Linked DNA regions of Mus musculus: all the other regions are linked to region 2. The links are chromatin contacts, called in public ChIA-PET, Hi-C and HiChIP or PLAC-seq maps. All regions are on one chromosome and are shown on one strand. The core of a region is the stretch at or near the end of the contact, and the rest is flanking DNA. Distances in the headings are between cores, read along the strand shown.

Region 1 (2,771 bases), core at 211-2,710, 940 kb after region 2:
CAATTTTCTCAGGACCAAAGAGAAAATACGGAGTCTGGGACTCCAGCCAAAGGTCAACGTGCCTTTTTTCACTTCTCTTTAGATTTTTTTCTGGGTTTCTCCCAGGTTGTGAAATTCACAAACAACACATTGGTTTTTTTTCTCCCTCTTCCTGCTGGGGCTGCTACTTTCCTCGTGACCCACAAACCCACTGTTGGGTCTACCTGCTGCTGGAGCCTGTGAGGCCAGAAGGCCACTCAGAAGTTTGAGGCAGGAGGATTGCTGGAGTTCAGGAGTTTAAAGCCAGCCAGGGTGACAGATTATATATTTAGGTCCTCTGAAAATAACAAACAAATCAACAAATAAAAAGACTTTTCCCTCTGCTGAGAGAGACTGGCTGGTTTAGATTGTAAAAGACAATCTCACTATGTAGCCCAGGCTCGGTATTTATTGTTTCATTTCCTTTGGAATGGGGAAGGGGCATGGAACTCACTCTGTAGACCAGGCTGGCCTCAAACTCAGAGATCCACCTGCTTCTGTCTCCCAAATGCTGGGATTAAAGGTGTGTGCCACCATGCCCAGCAATCATGGTGATTTAAATTTTTTATTTTTATTACTTTTAATTATATATTGGTGTGTGCATTTGCATGTGGGTATTGCACAGAGTGCAGAAGCCAGAAGCAACAAGTTCCCTGGACCCAGAGTTAATAGAGAGTCCTTATCTGTCTATGGTGGCTGCTGGGAACAGAACTTGGTCCTCTGGAAGAGCAACACGTGCTCTTAACTGCTGAACCATCTCCTCAGACTGTGGCCTGCAGGTTGCATGCAATTGCATGTAGCTAAGGATAGCTGTGAATGCCATCTAACACAAAATGGGAAAAATTACAATACTATGTAATTAGGGGCTAGAGAGAGGGCTCAACAGTTAAAAGCACTTGCTGCTCTTTAAGAGGACCTGAGTTGGGTTTCCAGTATCCAAGCTAGGATCTGAGTACCTCGTCTGGCTTCCAAAGGTATACATGTATTTAAACATATGGCATGTGGTTCAGCGTGCGTGCACGTGAAAACACACACACACACACACACACACACACAAAATCTTAAAATGCTGGGCTTGGTGGCACACACCTTTAATCCCAGCACTCAGGAGGCAGAGGCAGGTGGATCTCTGATGTTGGAGTCCAGTCTGGTCTACAGAGAGTTCTAGGACTGTCAGGGCTACACAGAGAAACCCTGTCTCAAAAAACAAAAACAAACAAGCAAACAAAAAGTTTTAAAAAATTACTAGATTGGATTAGCAAAACATTTTGAGATTCTTTGTTGTTTGTTTTGTAACTGAGTTGCAGGGTTCTTCAGTCTGAACTTTGTAGATGAGGATGCTGTGTCTCAATGTGAGAAAGCTGGACCGCCCTTGGAGGGTTTCCCCCCAGCGGTGGCTTTTGGAGAGGAAGAGCAGACATTTTGCACATTGCTCACTCTACTCGCAACACTAAAGCAGATAGTTCCAACTTCAGTTTTCTCAGGGTAAAGAGGACTCTGGGATTTTCCTTGCACTTTCCTGCCCCTAGACAAATACCTAGTCTTCGTGGTGACGCCACTCAGACCCTCAGCACCGAGAAAGAGCCAGCGTCCGGTGGGATTCCCAGGTCTCGAGGGTGACGCTTGGGGTTCCGCACATTTGATAGGAGCAGCGGGTCTGGCCCTCCCCCAGGCAGGGCTTTGAAGATTTGGGGCCAGACTCTGGTCCTGGAGGCTGCTGAGCCCCGCCCGCCCCCAGCTCCGGGAGTGCCATGGGACAGCTGATAGCCAAGCTGATGCGAATCTTTGGGAGTCAGGGTAAGCGGCGCACCGGGCAGCCCAGTGACCTCTTTGATTCCGCTGTCTTCTGGGGCTCTTGGGATTTTGGAGTCGTCCGTGAAGACTGACTGGGAACCTTGCGCTGCTAGAGTTGGATTTGTGCACTCCCATACTCTCCATGGCCTCCTGCCTGCTCTCCTCCCACAAGCCCCCCGCCCCCCACCTTGACCCCGCGCTTCAGTGTGCCCAGTGCACAGGGGTGGGAGAGCCTTCTGCCTCTGACCCCACCACCCAGCTGAGCTGTGTGCGACCCTGAGGGCCCCCAAAGTCAATTTCCTGAGATTGTGATTTAGAGCCCAGTGTGCTTCGGACCCTTTAGACGATCGCTGTCTAGAAATGTAGACGGAGGTGGGGTAGGGGGTCAGGAGGGGTGCAGGGGTCCGGTCCGATGGCAAGTGAAACGGTACAGTCTTCGACAGAGGTCCCCCGGACCGCGTTTCTCTGAGCATCCTAGGAAATTGGGGGGGGGGGCGCACACAGAAAGCTGAGATACCGAGCTTTAGCTCGGAGATTGCCAAGGGATGTGTGGAGCCGGGAGAGAAGGCATCCATTCATCCAGACAAGAGCAGAGGGTGAGGAAGAGGCCAGGACGAGAAGCCTACTAGGGACACCCACGCCCGCAGTCGTCCGGGTTGGCTCTGACCTTGCCCTTCCCCTGGATGCCTCCAGAGCACAAAGTCATTATCGTGGGACTGGACAATGCAGGGAAGACCACCATTCTCTACCAGTTGTAAGTAACTACTGGGTGGATAGAGTGGGCTGGGCCTCACACTAGACTGATAGTCATTTGCACCAATCACCAGAGCCCTTCCCTGGGTTAGTGGGTAGTTGTAGACAAGAAGTGATGGGAAGACGCTGGTATGACCTTCCTGATTTAGTGGCTGCTGGCCTGGATTTGGATCCCGCCAGCAATGGGTGACTTCAGGTCCCACGGC
Region 2 (3,207 bases), core at 671-3,170:
GAGTGGCAGCAGGTGCATTCAGGGTCAGATGAGAGAGAGAGAGAGAGAGAGAGAGAGTCAGAGCTGTGGCAGGCAAGGCCCAGCCCGGGGGGCTTCACTGAACTGCGACCAGCTCCTGCAGTGTGGGTCTTCTGCATACACCACAGGTTCACACCCTCCAAGTGCCTGCACACCCACCATCGTAGGCTCCCAAGGGCCTACTTGAGTCTGACCCCACTGACCGCTCTGCTTCCCAGCCCAGCCTCCCAGGCAGCAGTGATGTATATGCCAACCCCTCCCAGTGCATCATCTTTCAGAGACACAAACTCTGTGACTCCACATCCCCCCCTATTCCTCAGGAGAAAGAGCTACATAGATAACTCCAGAACCTCTTCTTGCTCCCTCCCCCTACTCATCTCCACCCCTCCAGGGGAAGCCCCAAGGCTCCAGGCCACCCCCACTCGAATCTGGGCCTTCCGTGCTTCATCTCCATACAAAGCCCTGGAGGAGTAAGAGGAGTTTGGGGGTCTGAACCCTAATTTCCTCACAGGACATCAGAGTCCTTACTGGATAATATCCTCCCCCGCCACTCCCCCACTCGCGTGCCCCAAGTTTTGCCTTGTGAAGATAAAAGATGACAAATCTGAGTCCCATCCCCGGGCTGATGGGGTGATCAAGGGCAGAACTGAGAGCAAAGGGTAGCAATTCTGTTGGAAAACATCCACACATACATGTGCACACGGTCCACAGGTAGAAGGTAGCCATCTGGCTGCAACATCGGGAGCTGGCATCAGGTAAGGAGCAAGGGGTACCATCCCTTCCATGCCAGCATGCTGGGCATCCTATCCAAGACGGGATGAATAGTGGAGGGGCAGGGCAAGAAACTTCCCAAGACTCAGTTTGTTGTTGTTGTTGTTGCTTTTTAAATTATTTCCATATGAGCTAGCCCCCACCCCCAGCCTTGCACACTGGGGAATCTGTCCCCCTTTCCCACGAACAGTAAGACAGCAGGGCAGTGCCCAGAGAGAAAAGGAGACACAGTTAAACTGATCTGCCAACCACCCCTCAACATACACACATCTGGCTAGCAGCTTCCAAGCCTCGTGGGTGGCACTAAATCCCAGACATCCTCAGCGAAGCAAGGTCGGCCAGTCTATTCTGTCCTTCCCTCACCCCAAAAGGCTTCCACAAGCCCCAAGTAACACAAAACTCAGGCGCGTCTCACCCAACTGCTCTGGCTCCCGCACCCAATTCTGACGGCTCCCCCACACTCCAACCGAGACACCAGCTGAGCGGGCCCCGCCCCCCCAGCCAGTTCCCTCTGGTGGGGGTGGGCCCCTGGCTGATTCTCCCCAAACCACAGGGCGGCTCAGGTAACAGGAGAAAGAGTAGGAGGGGGCTAGTCCGTTGGGCATCTGATCTCTCCCCAAACAGGTTTCAAGAAGTCTTTTTGTTTGGTTTGGGTTTGAAGAGAAAAGAGAGTTCCCAGCAGTAGATCCGCCACGACTGGAGCGCCGAGGACACGCGCGGCAGGCGGCCGCAGAAGCCTCAAGGCTGTGCGCGCGAAGACGCGGCGCAGACGGGGCTCCCCAACCCCGGACACGCCAGCGGCAGGCTGGGAAGTCCAGGAAACCCCAGGTCCCCGTCGAAACTGCCGGGCACCCAGTCCCCGCCCGCAGTTCCCATCCAGAGTGGGCCACCGGGCCCCGAAGTGTGAGAGAATCGAGGGTTCCCCAGGGTTCCAGGGGAGAGGTTACCTCGAAGCGAGGGGATGCAACCCGTCTGCGTGTCTGCGGGCACAGGGTCTGCCCCAAGCAGGCGCCGCGGCGCTGCCCGGCGTCAGGGGTGTGGGGTCCTCCGAGAGGAGCCGTCCGGGGGGCCGCAGCTCAGGGGCGCGGGGCGACGGCAGCGGCCATGGCGAGTCACGTGCAGAGGCTGAAACTTTACCCGGAGCCCTAGACTGGGGGGGGCGGAGGGTATGGAGCTGGGGTGGGAGGGAGGCCCCCCTGCCGCAGGCCCGCCCCTGCATGCCACGGGCCAATCACTAACCGGGGGCGGGTCCTCATGCTCACACCCGCCCCTCTCTCCTTAATAGACCCAGGGAAGGGCGAGTCTTAAAGGAGACGCTTCCAGCTAGTGGCCGGACCGTGGGAATCTGGGAGAATCCCTCCCTCAACACGCCAGAAAGAGATTCGGGGTGTGTGTGTGTGGGGGGGGGGGCGGTGTGAAGTTCAGAGAAAAGAATAAATTACGACTCGGCGGTGAACGAACCTCAGGGTGCGGGATCCTACACACACTCCCTTTCCCCACCCCCCACCCCGCTACACGCCCACACTCACAGAGACACACACACATCACACACACCTACCAAACCTGGGAAGAAAGGAGGTGGTGTAATATGGAGAACGCACTGACTCCTGCCCCAGCTGTCAAGTCTCTGTCTCTCCTAATCACAATCCTCCGGGGCCAGCTGAAACTGAAAGCTATCTGACCTTGAGCAAAACACTTGGCTCCTCTGGACCTTAGTATTTCTCATCTGTAAAGCCGAAGTACAAAGGGAAGACCGTCTTCTCCATAGAACATCCTTCTTTCCCAAACACCTCTCCGGCTTGAGTAGGTTAGAGGAAATTTCTAGCTCAACTGAATCCCTTCGAGTAGCTAGAAATATGGTCACCCCAAGCCAGCTCTTTGGACGGCCTGGAGTCGCTCTCCATTCTAGAAGACCCACTTGAGGGCCGAGGGCAGTTCATACATGTTCCAGGAGGACAGGATCTGAACCACACTCCATCTCCAGACCTCAATTCCCAACTGTCACAAGCCCCCTCCGGGCCAGCCGGAGGTTAAGGTTTCCACCTCTAACACTGCACTGGAGGAGGGTGAGTCCACTATGCAGTGCCTACCTCACCCGAGTTCCCGGGCAGAGAAGTGGCAACTGCCCCCCACAGGACATCCCACTGGCAAGGGAAGTGCCACACACCCAGGCCTCCACCCTGGGGACGCTCAGTCTAATCCGATGTCCGGATTTTCAGACTAAGAACAGGAGGTCCGAGGCCCATATGGGATTTTGTCCACGGTTGCATGGGTGTCTGAACCGGGCCTAGAACTAGAATATCTGCTTGTCTCTCTGTGGCTTTGCTCTGGCGGCCTTGGAAGGTAGGTAGCACAGCTCAGGTCCGTGGGACACTCTGTCCAGAGGTCGGACGCAAGGGAAAACTCCGCAAAGCGGTG
Region 3 (2,921 bases), core at 267-2,766, 610 kb after region 2:
GGCTGGCTGGCATCTGAATATGTGAGCCAAGGTTGTTGGGTGTGCACAGGTAGGTCAAGGGAGAGACAAGAAATTTGGGCCTGAAGACAGCACCTGCCTGAGTCCAGTGTGGTCAAGGGTCTCTACCCCTGACTGCAAGTACTTGTCTCTCACACAGGTTAACTCTGAACAGGGGTGTGTTTCCATTTTCTCCACCACAGAGTGAGGAACTGGTGGGAAGGTGGGTGTGTCGGAAGCTCCTCCCTTTAACCTGTACCATTTGCATCTGTGTCTGGCAGGATAGGAACCTTGCAAGGGGAACTGTAAAATAAAGCATCCATTTCCTACCTCCCTCAGCAAGACACCTGTCTGGTCTTCTCCTCTCTGGCCTCTCCTGTGACTGATGGGGTCAGCCTCTGTGGCTTTTGTATTTTCTGCAGAGAGGAAGAGTGCTGGGTCCTGTCTAAAAACTCTAAGCGGCCTGCAACCAGTCATACCCTTTCCTTCAGCTAACCAAATCAGAAGGCCAAAAGAGAGGCATTGGTGGATGGCCTACCTGGCAAGGATCAGGGGTGGTAAGGCCTCAGTGACTCAAGAAGGAGGAGGAAGAGGAGGAAGAGGGCTTCTGGGTTAGGAATCCAGATCTGTGCCCACCTTAACCCAGATAGGGACACATAGCTCATCTCCAAATCCCTCCCCACCCCACCCCACCATACATTTGCCCTTGACACCCAAGGAAAGATCTCCTGTGTGATGACTACACAGATAGACACACATGTCCCCACAGACACACACACACACACACACACACACACACACATGAGCACTCGCGTGCGCACGCACAACACGCCCATGCAGAGGCACAGACACCCAGGGAGGCAAATCTTTCCCTTTCTCTGTCTTTCCCTTGGTTTGAATTTTGTTCAGCCACATATGTTGTGTGTGCGTGAGGGTGGGTGGGGGAGGGGCAGACAGGGATGAGGAATGGCATGGTGCCAGCATCTACCTATGGGGCTTGGGCCAGGGATGCCCCCCACACCCACCCTGGAAGGAGCCTCAGCTGTCCCTTTGTGGTGGAGGGGATTCTCTTGGGGAGCGGCAGTAAGCACCGAGGTCCCTTCTCCACACCCCAGGGTCTGGTCCTGACCCACCTTAGGGACCTGGAGACAGGGAAATGGACAGATCAAGACCCTGGAGAGAGCCCTGAATTGGCCTGGCAACCACAAACCGCCAATTCCCAGACTTGCCACCCCATTGTTCCCATGTGGGGGGTTCTATATCTGAGGGGGGCAAATCCTCCCACCTCCCTCTCAATCTCTGCTTTTCCTGCGTTGGGCGGGGAGGGGAGGGCGGCAGAGATATTTATTTATTTCCTTTATTTATTTAATTTTTTTTTTTTTTTTTGGAGTAGAGAGTGACAGATGGCGGCGGGTCCCGGGGGAGCCGGCTCTCCCCCAATGCAGACGCATGCCAATCACCGTCTCTCATGTGATAGCTGCTGCCCGTGACGTGCCAAGCCCATATGGCCTGGCATAGAGGCTGGTACCCCGCCTGGTAGAGATGCCACACTCGCTCCGCGGCTCGCATGGCGCTCTGAAGACGCCGGCGCCCGCCGCCTTGAGGAACCGCTGCCCCCGCTCCCTGAAGATGGGGGAACAATGAAATAAGCGAGAAGATTCCTCTTCTCCCCCCTCTCTCTCTTGCCCCCTCCCCCCTCCCCTCCCCTCTCCCCTTGACTCCTCTCTGAGGTAAGTTGTCCGAGAGGGAGCTAGATCTGACCTGCTATTAGTGGTGGGGGGGCGCTGCTTCGGACATGGAAGTCCCCCCCAGTTCTCCTATTCCTGGGACCCTACCCCCTTACGGGATGGGCAGCGGGGGCGCCCCGTGTTCTCTCTCCCATTGGGGCCGCAGCTTAAGGGGCTGCGGAAGGAGATGGTATGCCTAGGATGGGCTGAGGGGGAAGGGTCATGAGGCACTCGAAGAAGCGAAGATGGGACCCCCCCCATGACTGTCCCGAAGGAACCTGTGACCTTTTCCCACCACCAAAAAAGATAAGCAAACAAATAAATTTGGATTTTTCCCCAAGGATCTCAAAATACAACGAGATCTGTAGAGACGTGTGGGAGGGAGGGAGTTTGAAGAGGGGAAGAGGGTCCCTGACCGCAAGGGAGACGAACAGGGTTCGCTTTTGGGTCTCCTCCCCACGCCCGGCTTCTTCAGTCCCCGCACCCGGAGCCCGCTCCGGGAGACCCGTAAGCAGCAGCTAGAGAGGAGACGGTGCTCCGGTGTCTAGAATTGGGGCTGCGGGGGTGGGGGCCCGGCCGGGGGCGGCGCGCGGCCAACTTGCAAATTGGATTAGGGAGCTTGGGGGTGAGAGGCACCGGAGGGCTTGGGGAGCCAGGCCGAGGGGCCGGACCGTGGAGAGGAGGAACCGGGGCAGCGTCCCCACGGCGGCCGCCCAGCTTCTCTCCGTCACCGGGAGAGAGCTGGCTTTCGGGCGAGAGCACCGCCTCCCCGGGAAGATGGACCTGGTCCCTTAACCCCCCACCTGGTCAAGCTCTCTGGGACCCCGACACCGGCCGAGAGCAGCTTCCTTCCGGGCCAGGGGCGGAGCAGGAGCCCGGATCTCGGGCAAGGGCCTGGGCCGCGGTCCCCCACTGGCAGCCGGGCAGGGCTGGGCCGGCTCTGGGCGGGGCAGCAGGACGTAGTGGGCATCGGGGGCCCCTGAGCTGGGGCGCTCACGGAGACTTGGGGGGTGGAGGCGGGTTGGGGGGTCGTGGTGACCCCGGCGCGCCCCTCACTCTGTGCTGTCTGTCTCCCCGCCCCCGGGGCGCCCTCAGGCACCATGCTGACCCGCCTGTTCAGCGAGCCCGGCCTCCTCTCGGACGTGCCCAAGTTCGCCAGCTGGGGCGACGGCGACGACGACGAGCCGAGGAGCGACA
Region 4 (2,773 bases), core at 5-2,504, 580 kb after region 2:
GAGGTGCTGCTATATACACGAAGAACCCTATGTGAGCCAGGCACATCTTACAGTAAACAAGCACACAGTCGTTTCCCCACAGGCAATGGGAAGCAAGCAAGTGACATAACCAGACTCGTGATATAAAAGTCTGCAAGAGCTAGATTCTGAAGACTTGCCTGCAAGCAATTAGGACCACAAGCTGCTGGAAATGTCCAGAGACACGTCAACAAGGGTAGTGACAGAGAAGGTTCAGGGAGTTAGCTATACTGGCACCTCTGAGCAAACAGGGTTAAAAGATGTTAAGGCAATTCCGGAGTTTTTCTCCTGGATAAGACAAGAGTGGAAGGATAAATTTACAGAGAAAAGATCAGCTCACGTTTGAAACCTGTGAGATCATCCCAAAGTGAAGGTATCCCATAGGCATAATTGACAGGCAGCTAATTTGGAGCCCAGGAAGGGGATGTGCTGCTATCGTCCATCTGAATATTCAGTGAACGTGAACTTGATGCGACAACAGTGGATGAGGCCATCCAGGATCAATGCACAGTGAGGCGGGTTGGGCCAGCGTGAACGTAAAGAGATTCTTCTGCCCTCTTGTCAGAGAGGTAAGAGGAAAAATCAGGAAATATTGGGGAGTCAAAGGGTGGAAGTATGTCAGGAATGAAAGCCAACAGTAGCAAGCACTTCTGAGAAGAGTTTAAAGAGCCTTCTTTCTGATATCGTTGGGAAGCTATGCGTGGATGTTTCCAACGGAAGTTGTGGGAAACAGCGGGTGGCAGAGAGGCAGCCGATTAGTATGTTTTTCCCTGAGTCTGGCCCCTTCCCACACCCAATTCTGTCCCCCATAATACTTAGATACCGACTCCTTGCCTCTCCTCTTACTATAAAGAAGGCTTAGGAAAGCGGCCGCAGACGTCCTCCGGACCCTCTCGGGTAAAGACCAAGACACCCCCTCCCCAGCCCTGCGCGCGCAGCAGCGAGTGGAGAGGAAGGGGGCGGAACCCGGAGCGCGAGGGGTGTGGGCTGGGTCGGACCGAACCAAAGACGGACACCGGGCAGGAAAGCGGGATCCGTCGGGTAGAGACAGCTCTTGTACCACCGCCCGGTGCCTGCGACCGCCGCACAACCCACCTGCTTCATGTCACCACGGCCCCCACTCTTCCTGCCTCAGCCGCAGTCCCGCTCCACGGCCTGGCAACTCCTCAGAGCGGAAGGAGAGCTCCCGGCGGCGCTACTTCCGCCGCTGAGCCCGTCCCCCCCGAGCCCGCCCCCAAAGCCAACCCGCCCCCCCGAGCCCGCCCCCAAAGCCAATCGGGATTCGTGTGACCCTGAAGCTCCGCCCCGGTCCGCCCCTCTCTCGGAGACGAGGTCCGGAAGCGGAGCCACAACCGAAGTTAAACTGTGTAAGACCGTGCAGGAGCAAGGGATAAAACCCCAGGGTGTCTTGGTTATTAGATCATACAGGCCTGACACTGTGGAGTGAAGGGGAACTGTGTGAGGGCCGATTTGTGAGCACAAGTCCCTTGGAGAAATCCATTTTTCGTTTTTGAGACGTTCTCAGGTTGGCCACGAACTCAGCCTTCCAAGTTCTGAGATTACTGACGCGCAGCACCACATCCATCACACATATTTAAAGGACCTTTGTTCTCCCCTGGCTTTTAGCCATCTCCCTCAGGAGCTAGTATGTCTGCCATGCGTATAGCCTGCAGGAAAGGCTCCTTCCTGGGAAGGGCTGGACACGAGAGGCAAGATCCTGACCCTAAGATAACCACCATTTTTCCTGTCAGAACATACCATTACTTCCCGGTCTCTCCTCCCTCCCCTGAAAGAGGAGTCTCAGGACAATTATTTACAAAGATTTATTACAGCGTAGGAGGGGTTCAGGCCTAGAGTAAGGGAAGAAGGGGAAGGGAACCAAGTTGCTGGAGGACAAGGAGAACCAGGCTCCCCCCACTGTGTGGCCCCCTAAGGACAGATAGTAAGTGCATTCCTGGCACCAAAGCACAAACAAAACGCAGCAAGCAGCCTCTGCCAGTCCATCTTGCAGGCACCCAGCAGGAATGGGATACTAAGGGAGGGACATGTTGAGGCTCTGCAAAGAATGCGTGAGACCTGAGCCCTGGTTGAAGTCTATGAGAGGGTTGGGGACTCAACGCCCACCACTGGTAGGGGAAGGAGGAGATCTCAGGGCACCTGTAGGCTCTCAGTACCTCCTTTCCCCAGATCTTAGGACCTGCCCTGTGGGTCTCCTGTGCCCAGGGGAGAGAATCTGGAGAGGGAGGGGACTTGTGGAGAATAAATGGTTGTTTATGGCCTTCTGGGGTTTCCAGTGTGGGCTCTCTCACCTCCCTACTCCCACCGGGTAAATAGAAGAATGACTGGCAGGGAAAGGCATTGGGGACTCTGGGCTTCAGCCAAAGCAAACAGAGACCAGCCTTAGTCTTCTAAAAGTCAGAAGCCGCAGCCCTAGCAGGTGAAAGACAGGGTACAAAGGAGGGTGGGGACAGAGTGGGTTTCTGGGGAACACTTCCTCCTGGGAGATACAGGGCTCTGAGCTTATGTGCCAGGCTCAGGGGGGGCTGGGATGCTGAGGTTCCTCTCCAGGCTCTGAAAGACAAATAAAGAGGACTCAAGGCCAGGCTTGGCCCATGAGGTTCCCACCCACCTCCCCAGCCCACACTCCAAAGCTCACCACTTAGTGTTGCTCTGCCTTCCACTTGGTCCTCAGAGTTTCCATCTCTCTGGGGCTCATCCAGAGGAGGTGGGCGCTCCCAGGGCCCCTCCAGACCCC

The links. A called contact is a pair of places that touch in the nucleus more often than the background predicts. ChIA-PET counts read pairs in DNA pulled down with a chosen protein or histone mark. HiChIP or PLAC-seq counts read pairs in DNA pulled down with a chosen protein or histone mark.
Region 1: a contact with region 2 is called in a Hi-C map of CD8 T cells, with 8 times the contacts expected there. The contact joins the promoter of Arl5c here to the promoter of Rara in region 2. A contact is called at or near these places in 1 of 484 Hi-C or Micro-C datasets (CD8 T cells), 1 of 115 datasets of contacts at active chromatin or transcription factors (memory CD8 T cells) and 1 of 9 other capture datasets (liver).
Region 3: an HNF4G HiChIP or PLAC-seq map of pancreatic cancer cells shows a contact between it and region 2. The contact joins the promoter of Neurod2 here to the promoter of Rara in region 2. A contact is called at or near these places in 1 of 39 promoter capture datasets (pre-B cells) and 1 of 115 datasets of contacts at active chromatin or transcription factors (pancreatic cancer cells).
Region 4: an RNA polymerase II ChIA-PET map of memory CD8 T cells shows a contact between it and region 2, with 9 read pairs. The contact joins the promoter of Stard3 here to the promoter of Rara in region 2. A contact is called at or near these places in 2 of 115 datasets of contacts at active chromatin or transcription factors (memory CD8 T cells and pancreatic cancer cells).

Annotation. Positions count from the first base shown.
Region 1 is chr11:97,994,862-97,997,632 of GRCm38.p6, reverse strand. Arl5c (ADP-ribosylation factor-like 5C) reads left to right here and starts at 1,460. Exons shown (of 6, transcript NM_207231.1): 1 at 1,460-1,815; 2 at 2,506-2,566. The coding sequence starts at 1,770.
Region 2 is chr11:98,936,409-98,939,615 of GRCm38.p6, reverse strand. Rara (retinoic acid receptor, alpha) reads right to left here and starts at 1,920. Exons shown (of 9, transcript NM_009024.2): 1 at 1,737-1,920. It overlaps Gm46294, which reads left to right. Exons shown (of 3, transcript XR_003949771.1): 2 at 1,414-1,692; 3 at 2,075-2,353.
Region 3 is chr11:98,328,240-98,331,160 of GRCm38.p6, reverse strand. Neurod2 (neurogenic differentiation 2) reads left to right here and starts at 1,516. Exons shown (of 2, transcript NM_010895.3): 1 at 1,516-1,727; 2 at 2,820-2,921. The coding sequence starts at 2,825.
Region 4 is chr11:98,356,849-98,359,621 of GRCm38.p6, reverse strand. It overlaps Stard3 (START domain containing 3), which reads right to left and starts at 1,254. Exons shown (of 15, transcript NM_021547.3): 1 at 1,114-1,254. Ppp1r1b (protein phosphatase 1, regulatory inhibitor subunit 1B) reads right to left here. Exons shown (of 7, transcript NM_144828.2): 6 at 2,675-2,773; 7 at 1,826-2,589. The coding sequence ends at 2,552. 1700003D09Rik (RIKEN cDNA 1700003D09 gene) reads left to right here and starts at 1,339. Exons shown (of 3, transcript NR_045477.1): 1 at 1,339-1,385.